Regions from separate parts of the Mus musculus genome. Here all the other regions are linked to region 2. The links are chromatin contacts, called in public promoter capture Hi-C maps. All regions are on one chromosome and are shown on one strand. The core of a region is the stretch at or near the end of the contact, and the rest is flanking DNA. Distances in the headings are between cores, read along the strand shown. Region 1 overlaps Tnrc6b (trinucleotide repeat containing 6b). Region 2 overlaps Mrtfa (myocardin related transcription factor A). Region 3 overlaps Tnrc6b (trinucleotide repeat containing 6b).

Evidence for each region. Capture Hi-C pulls out chosen DNA fragments and counts their contacts.
Region 1: a promoter capture Hi-C map of adipose tissue shows a contact between it and region 2. The contact joins two enhancer-like sites.
Region 3: a contact with region 2 is called in a promoter capture Hi-C map of adipose tissue. The contact joins two enhancer-like sites. A contact is called at or near these places in 1 of 39 promoter capture datasets (stem cell-derived epiblast-like cells) and 3 of 9 other capture datasets (adipose tissue, liver and pancreatic islet).

Annotation. Positions count from the first base shown.
Region 1 is chr15:80,854,309-80,857,008 of GRCm38.p6, forward strand. The region is part of intron 4 of Tnrc6b (trinucleotide repeat containing 6b); the gene reads left to right. Among named protein-coding and RNA genes, the nearest start is that of Mir5113, 84 kb to the right of the region's middle. Within about 2 kb of position 1,428, at least 16 of the 459 cell types and tissues checked have an H3K27ac peak or open chromatin away from gene starts, as enhancers often do. A contact at or near this core is called in adipose tissue, where this site is marked.
Region 2 is chr15:81,044,259-81,046,958 of GRCm38.p6, forward strand. Mrtfa (myocardin related transcription factor A) reads right to left here. Exons shown (of 14, transcript NM_001082536.2): 3 at 1,031-1,096. Among named protein-coding and RNA genes, the nearest start is that of Sgsm3, 68 kb to the left of the region's middle. Within about 2 kb of position 1,288, at least 134 of the 459 cell types and tissues checked have an H3K27ac peak or open chromatin away from gene starts, as enhancers often do. A contact at or near this core is called in adipose tissue, where this site is marked.
Region 3 is chr15:80,914,676-80,917,375 of GRCm38.p6, forward strand. Tnrc6b (trinucleotide repeat containing 6b) reads left to right here. Exons shown (of 25, transcript NM_144812.3): 19 at 2,009-2,185. Among named protein-coding and RNA genes, the nearest start is that of Mir5113, 24 kb to the right of the region's middle. Within about 2 kb of position 1,371, at least 33 of the 459 cell types and tissues checked have an H3K27ac peak or open chromatin away from gene starts, as enhancers often do. A contact at or near this core is called in adipose tissue, where this site is marked.

The DNA.
Region 1 (2,700 bases), core at 178-2,677, 190 kb before region 2:
GTGTAAATTTTAAGGAATGCATTTGTATGGGCAGTTTTCAAGCTTAGCTACATGTTAAAATCCTTGGGAATGGAGGAGGCAGGGGGTAAATAGTCCCTAGTGATTGCTGTCTCACTGAACTGGAATGCTCGCTGCCTGGGTGATATGATAGCTTTGTGTTTGTTGTTTGGGGAAACAGTCTCTAATTTAGAGGTCAAATCTGCATGGTTTTCCGAGTTGTTAGAGAATAAGCCAGTGACCTGGTGCCCAGGCATAGACATGCAGCTCTTTTGCCAATGGCTGTAGTGTTTCTGGCAAACAGAACATTCTATACTCCTGCAGTATAACCACTAGAAAGAAGCAAAGATCTAGCCCTGCACCATGACTCATACCTGTAATTGCCATTATCTGGAGGCTGAGGCAGGAGAATTGCCTGGAATTTGAGGCCAGTCTATATAGTGCATCCAGAACAGCCTGAGGTGCTTTAGTGAGACACTGCGTCAAAATAAACCAAAACAAAATGCAGAGTCAGTATTGGAGCCTTGGTGGTAGAAAGACTGCCTGATGCCTCTGGCCCTGTCTCCTTAGTTCCCCTCTACTCACAGTAGGCTTTCAAATCTGCCTTGACTTTGATGCCTTGAAACCTGGGAAGCTTTTAAGCCATTTATTCTGTAGTTTGCCTCTTAGCTCTCAAGGTGCAGTTGTCTGATAGATCCCCAACCCTTCCCATATGTTAAACAGGCGATACTTGATTGCGGTTGTATATCCAGTCTCCTATTACTCTTTTCCCTTTTAAAATTGAAAAGTATTTTGTGAGTAGGTGTTTTTAAACTCTTTGAATGTTCCATTCCCCTCTCTTATAATTTATTCATTTCTTAAGAAATCCTTTGTCCTTTGTGTTTTACTAATTTGTAGAATGATTTATACCCTCTACTAGCATTATTTACAGTGATCTTATGTTGTCCCAGATAGTCGGATCCCTTCAGACTATCCTTTTTAAGGACTTCCTGCTTTATGCAAGCAGTCTGTTTTCTTATTAGACTTTCCTGGCCCTAGCCCCTGAATTAGCATTTTGGTTCCCCACTGTCAGATAACTCTGGTTCTTTTACTATGTTTAAAAGCTGCAAATCTTTGGCTCATTACTGTTTGAGTATTCCTTGTTTTGTAGCCTCATGGTTACAGACACGGGGTGGGCAGGAATAGGTAGCTAGATCAGCAACAGTTATGTGTCTGTGTTTGTGTTTATTAAAATCAGTGAGTACTTGCTGATAACCAATTTACATCCAACTCTCCGAGTTTGTTTGTTTGTCTGTCTGTCTGTTTTCCCTTTGCATTTTTGTAACCTTTTTTGAGGCTTGAGAAACCTGGCCGCCGTGGTCTCCCTCCCTCCCTGACTGACTCCCTGCTTGTATGCAGTGCTTTCCCTTTACCACTACAGGGCATGTCCTCCTCACTCTGCTTGGGTTCTGAGTCAGCACAGGGATGTCTCAGAGCTCCCCAAATGATATTTCTGTACAGCCTAGCTAGGGAAATACCTGAATTAAGAGGTAAGTGAGCGAGCGCCATACTGTTTGGTTCAAGCAGGTCAGTGGCAGGCGAGGGAAATTAACTTCCCTAAGGAAGTGAACAGTAAGAGAAGACTTTGTACCAAGATGCTGTTTGAAAATGAAATGAAAGAAAAAATCAGGGAGAAAGCAAAGCTTGTCTCCTGGAAAGCTTTGAAAAATACTTGCTTTGGAAATAAATGTCCTTCTAGAAAGCATGAATTTCATTCTCTTTCCCTGAATTAGCTGTTCATTGGAAAAGAATTTGAAAAAGATGAGTTTGGGTTTTTTTGAGAATGTGTCTTTTTAATGGACTTTTTTTAAGTGGGAGCATTTTTAATATGAATTTAATTTAGGAAATTTTAGACTTAGGAAAAAAACAAATAACCTGTTTTATCAGAGCACTGAATATTTAAGCAGGAGATGCCCAGACTGTGGCTGCCCCTTTTCTGTAACCAGTTTCACTATAAAATGTGGGAGCTGCGTGGTAATGACAGGGAACCTGCTTTTGCATGAGAGAGAAAGCACAGTGCCCTAAAGCCATCTGAATGGGGACTGTGGCCAGCTCTTTAGGTGATCAGCACTTACCTGTCCCACTTTTTTCTTTTAAAAAAAATATAATTTTTTTTGTGTATAGATGTCTTGTCTGCATATATGTCTGTGCATTGTATGAGTGCCTGGTGCCCACCAAGGCCAAAAGAGGACACTGGTTGAGCTGCCCATGTGAGCACTAGGAATTGAACCTCAGGTTTTCTGCACTAAGCAGTTAGCACTCTTTTTTTTTCCCCCCATTTTTTCCAATTTTTTATTAGGTATTTTCTTCATTTACATTTCAAATGCTATCCCGAAAGTCCATAATCCCCATTCCCTCTCTCCAGCCCTGGCCAAAGTGGACTTCTACAGACTCACGTCAGTAGTGCGCACTGTGCTGGTTAGGGACGCACTGCTGGACCTACAGGAGTTGGAGACAAACTTGCCTTTGGTTGTATTTTTCACATGGAAGTTAGGATTGGAGCTTGTTTTGCACATAAAACTTTTATATATTTATGTCCAGGGGTAGAGGAGAAAGTCTGATGTTTGTGTCTGTAGATTCAGTTACAGCTTAACAGGAAAATAAAATTTTTAAAAAATATTACAGCTTGGGTTGGGTTTGTTTGTCTTTTTGGTTTGGCTTGGT
Region 2 (2,700 bases), core at 38-2,537:
CTCCCGAGTGCTGGGATTAAAGGCGTGCGCCACCACGCCCGGCTGTGTCTCCAACTTTTTCCTGTTAACTGTAAACACATCCACCACCATTAATTTACTACATCACACTTACTAAGAGGTGTAATATTATCTTCTTCCTTTGTCTCCACTTCCTCCCTCCACTCTTGCAGGGGCAGATTCACTGTAGCTGCACACATGATTCCTCTGAGTGAGTGGCCAACAACATGGATGGCAGCGGGGCAACGGGACAGTGGGCAGTAACATGTGGGGGAGACCATGAAACATCATGACAGCAGATGCTGCTGGGGTGTGTGTGTGTGTGTGTGTGTGTGCGCTCTCTCGCTGTCTTCCTCCTCAGGGTGGAGCCGAGTGGTGACGACATACCACCAGGGGACGGAAGCTTGTATGATCTGCTGAGAACTCATGAAGACATGTCAGAAGAGCAAGACCCTGGTTCTAGCCTTCACTGTCTACGGTGCTCTTAGTATTCAAAACAGGCTTTCTTGTCTCTAACAGAGTCTAAGGCGTGGTTTCACTTCTACCCCAGGGATGCAGACACTGGCCCAGTGTCAGAACAGCTCACCAACAGCTCCATCCAGGCATACACACACGCGTATCCGCCATGGGTGCCTCACAGCTCTAAAATAAACTGTAGTTCACTGACGGTACCTGTCTGCAAGGGGAGAGGAGAGGTTTCTTCCTAACAGCTGAGCACAGAGGTGAAGTGGATGTGAACAGAGCAGCCCCTGCTCCTCCCATGAAGGGATGCTGGGAACCCAGGAAAGAGGCAATTCAAAGGCACGGGGCTATCTGCCGACCTGCTGGAAGCCTAGCACTGCTTGTTTCACTGAACATGATGAATCTGGGCAATTGACAACCTGTTCCATCCATCAAGGACTCCTGATGGAAAAGTAAGAGGCGGGTAAGACTGGAACGAGACCCCTGACCCCTGCTCTGTAGGGTGCTCCTATGCCACCGAGGAGCCAAGCCAACCCAAGGAGCAAGTGTACAAACACCGAGAGACACTTACGCGGCATGATCCCTTGGCTCACCAGTTCCTCCCGGGTCCGCCGCTGCTGGAGCTTCAACTGCAGCACTGCATGGTGGCAAGAAGAGAAGACAGATGCAGGTTAGTCAGCCATTCCACCTCAGCAGACACATTCTCAAATGCAGCAAAGTCTAAAAGGTAGCCTATGGTATGAAAGGAGGATCCCAAACTGCAACTGTGGGTAACTGCAGAAGTGGCCTGACACAGCAGGGTTTCCGCATTCTGCTGTGGGCGGCAAGAGGAAGTTGCGAAGAGTCTTGCAGGGTGATAACAATCCACAAACTACCAGTCTTGCCTCTTGCTTAAACCTTACAGAACTCAGCCTTCCTCCTGGGACTGAGAAACACCAACCAGTTCTAAGCTCAAAGAAAGTCTAATGGGGCCAGCGCCCAGCACAAAGAGCTGTATAAGTTCTAAGTGTTTGCACATAGCATGTTGAACAAATGCACTCTGCACAGAGACCACAATCTAAAAAGTATGGCTACTTTCACACACACCACATTCCTCTAGACTACAAGGTATCTTGCCGTCCACATGCTTCTGTTTTCACACAGGGCTTTCTCTGCTGAGAGGAGACACCCAAGAGCTACGACTTAGTGTACATCGGGCTAGTGGAGACAGGTGTCGCTCCTAGCTCTGTTTGGCAACACTGCTCAATGAAACAACAGGGATCTTTATCAAATTAAACATCAACCATCTTTACAACTATACACTACTCAAAGGATCAACTAGCATAGCTGTGGTTACGATGCTAAGAAAATGTCTAGGGAGGGTTAGGAGGATCCCAGAGCCCACAGCAAGTCCCCTTCTGTCTAACAGGTTTCAACTGCAGGGCCCTGAAAGTCATATCTGAGGGTAACCTACAAATACTAGGAACAGTGGTGTACTAACACGGGCCTTTTCTACGCAGCGATTTTTAGAGGCACCCAAGGATGGGAGGACGCTGGCTGGGCTCTTGCCTACGCTTCAAGGTCACAGGAACAAGCAGAACTTCTCTTTCTCTCAAAATTATGATTTATGTTCCAAGTTCCTTTCCCTGTCCTGTTAGCAAGCTTGCTTGCCTCCTTCTGCTCTTATGTCACATCAGGCTGCAATGGGGACTTCCAGGCACGATTCCCTAGGGTGAGACACCCCAACGAGAATGTTAAATTTTACTCTTCCTTAAGTACCATGGACTTTCCCTCACCTTTAAAATTTCATTTTTGCTTGAAAATGTCCACTCTCTTTTTCTTTTTCTCTTCTTCTCTATATTCTCCACTATATTCAGAATTACGTTGGGTCACCTAAGCTACTTTACCTGAACAGTGATGTTGGGTGCTGTGCGTGGTTACCTCTGAATATCCCCCCTGCTAATTTACAAACTCCTATAAATTTAATTAAAAAAAAAAAAGTCTTATTAAGCCAAGCATGGTGGCTCATACCTATATTCTCCCAGCCTTTGGAGGCTGAGGCAAAGGACAGTTAAAATTTTCACATCAGCCTGGGGTTGCTACAAAGTAAAAGTCTGTCTCAAAAAAGAAAAAATGTTATTTGTATTTTATTATAGCAGGCATTTAATGACAGGAATTAGGGGCAGCTACTCAGAAGACTAAGGCAGGAGGATCAAAAATTCAAAGCCTACCTTGGCTATAAAAATTGAATTGGCATACATC
Region 3 (2,700 bases), core at 121-2,620, 130 kb before region 2:
AGTTCAAGGTTGTATTGGAAGATGTAGTGAAACCCTGTCTCAGAAAAAGAAGAAAGATTCCCTAAGCTTCAAAAGATTGCTAGTAGATGAGAATTCTTTTTTTGTTTGTTTTTTGTTTTTGTTTTTTCGAGACAGGGTTTCTCTGTATAGCCCTGGCTGTCCTGGAACTCACTCTGTAGACCAGGATGGCCTCGAACTCAGAAATCTGCCTGCCTCTGCCTCCCAAGTGCTGGGATTAAAGGCATGTGCCACCATGCCCGGCATAGATGAGAATTCTTAAGGTTTAAACTTTGTTCAGAGCCCCTTGTTCTCTGTGAGTTAGTGTCCCTCCAGACAGCATCTGAGTCATACTGGATTAGCCTTGCCTGTCCATCATTTCCTTTCAGAGCTTCTTCATTTCCCTAGAAAACAGATAAGAAGTCTAGACCTTCTTCCAGCCTTCAATGCAATGCTTGTTTCATTTGTCAATATTTCATTTGGATTCAGAGTTGTCTCCATGAGAATCAATATAGATAAGTGTCTGGTGTTCCTGCTGCAGAGCCTCAGCAGTCTTAACCCAGCCAGCTCATTCAGGTTTCTGTTATAAACCCTCTTTAATAAGCCCATTATAAAACTTCTTTAATAACCCCCATGCAGAGACTGGGAAAGAAGCCACCCAGAGCTCTCTGCCTGTCCCATTAAGCATGATCAAAATCAAGAATAATTTACTGAAATTATAAAGGCTGTTTTATGGACTGAGTAACCCTAGTCTTGGGTCATCCATAGCTCTGGGCACTTTAATAACTTCCTCAGGCTAGTGATTTGCCAGGTCTGGATAATAAATATAAATAAAATGGCATGCTAAAAGATACCTCAGTACAGTATCCTCTTTCCTTATCAGAAAATGTAGATCATGTTTTCCCATTTCCTTGGCAGTCAATCCCCAAGATAATTGAGCATTTCATTCTGCACTACCTCACTGTGCTGTACCTCAGGGTGTGAGCCACACTGTCCACAGAAAAGCAAATGTCCTCTTAGAGGATGGAGACACTAATAATATTCCCTTAGTCTAAACCAAACAGATTGCTTACTCAGTATTTATATAAGCATTTTATTATCCTGAAAATCATTCTATGTGCTCATGATTCACCACTCTAAGACTATGCTCAAATTAAAGTAAAAAAATTATGGCTATTTTTTACTTAATGAACGTTAAGCTTTCAACTTTTCCTCCATGAAAATGCTTCAAGGAGCTACTAACAAAGCCACAGGAATACCCTTGGGAACACAGTGACAGAGGATTTTCTCTTTTCTGTATGTGAGGCCCTGGGCTCAGAAATGCAGTTCATTGCTGGCGTGCTGGCAAAGACCTTGTGCAGGAATTCCACTTCATTGCCTTGGAATTTAAAGCAGTTGTAGATGGCTTTCTCTCCAGTGGACTCTGCACACTGCCAATTCCAGATAACCCAAGCTCAACCAGCCTTTAAGAGCTGGGTTAAGAAGCATCAATAGAAAGATCACTTAAAACTGTCCAAGACTCTAAATTTGTTCAGTTCTTCTCATTTTTTACTTTTGAATAATTAGCTTAGAAATCTCTTAGATACTGTGCTTTGTACTTTTGTATATGTTTCACTGGTTTTATAGGACTATAGAATTTCAGATTGAAAGGGCTTTTCTAGAATGAGAACACTCGTGTGGGCTTAGGTGAGAAATGGAGAAGCTCAGAGAGGTGAGCCGAGTCATCACGGCCGTGCTTTTATTAATGGTTGCCCAAAGTTCTTTATTCCTGTGTGGGTGGGTGGTTTTTAGTTTGCTTGTATGTCTGTGCACATGTGCATGCCTATTCCCAACACAGGTCATAAGAGGGCATCAGACCCCCTGGAACTGGTGTTTCAGACAGCTGGAAGCTGCCATGTAGGTGTTGGAATCAAACCTGGGCCCTCTGAAAAACAGCCAGTGGTCTGAACTTCTGAGCCAACTCTCTACCCCTGGCGCTCTCTCTTAGTCAATTATTTCTTTCTTTTCTCAGGCGCTATAGTGGCCCCTGGTAAGACCCGAGGAGGTTCACCATACAACCAGTTTGATATAATCCCAGGTGACACACTGGGTGGCCATACGGGTCCTGCTGGTGATAGCTGGTTACCTGCCAAATCTCCACCGACTAATAAAATCGGAAGTAAATCCAGCAATGCCAGTTGGCCTCCAGGTATTGTTCATAAACTGCCTTTCCTAGAATAGTTCAATGACATTCAGGCTCTGAACACACCTCTTGTACAGCTCACTGTACTGAGGAAGGCCCATGCTTTCTTTTCTGCATTTAGTAGTTATTGTCTGATAAAGGTAAGGCCTGAACCTTGAAACGTGTGCCACGAGAAAAGTAAAGTTCTTCAAGAAATGGGAGTTAAGGAGAAAGGAGGTGGCCTTGTAGCTAGGCTTTGGCATTTATCCTGTATGTAGAGTTCCTTGGAAGATTAGCTCTTTTAAAGTGGCATTGAATTGATTGACACGCTCATTAGTCAGATCTGTCGTTTATCTATCTCCCCAGGTACAGTGATGAGTTTGGTAAGATTCATCTCTCTCTCGTTCTCCCTTCCTTGCTCTCTCCTTCCTCTGTCCCCTCCCTCTGTCTCTGTATTCTGTTTTCATTATAGAAAATTTAATAAAAGTCAGTAATTATCCTTCTCTTCACATATAATTCTGACATAAATGTATATAACTACA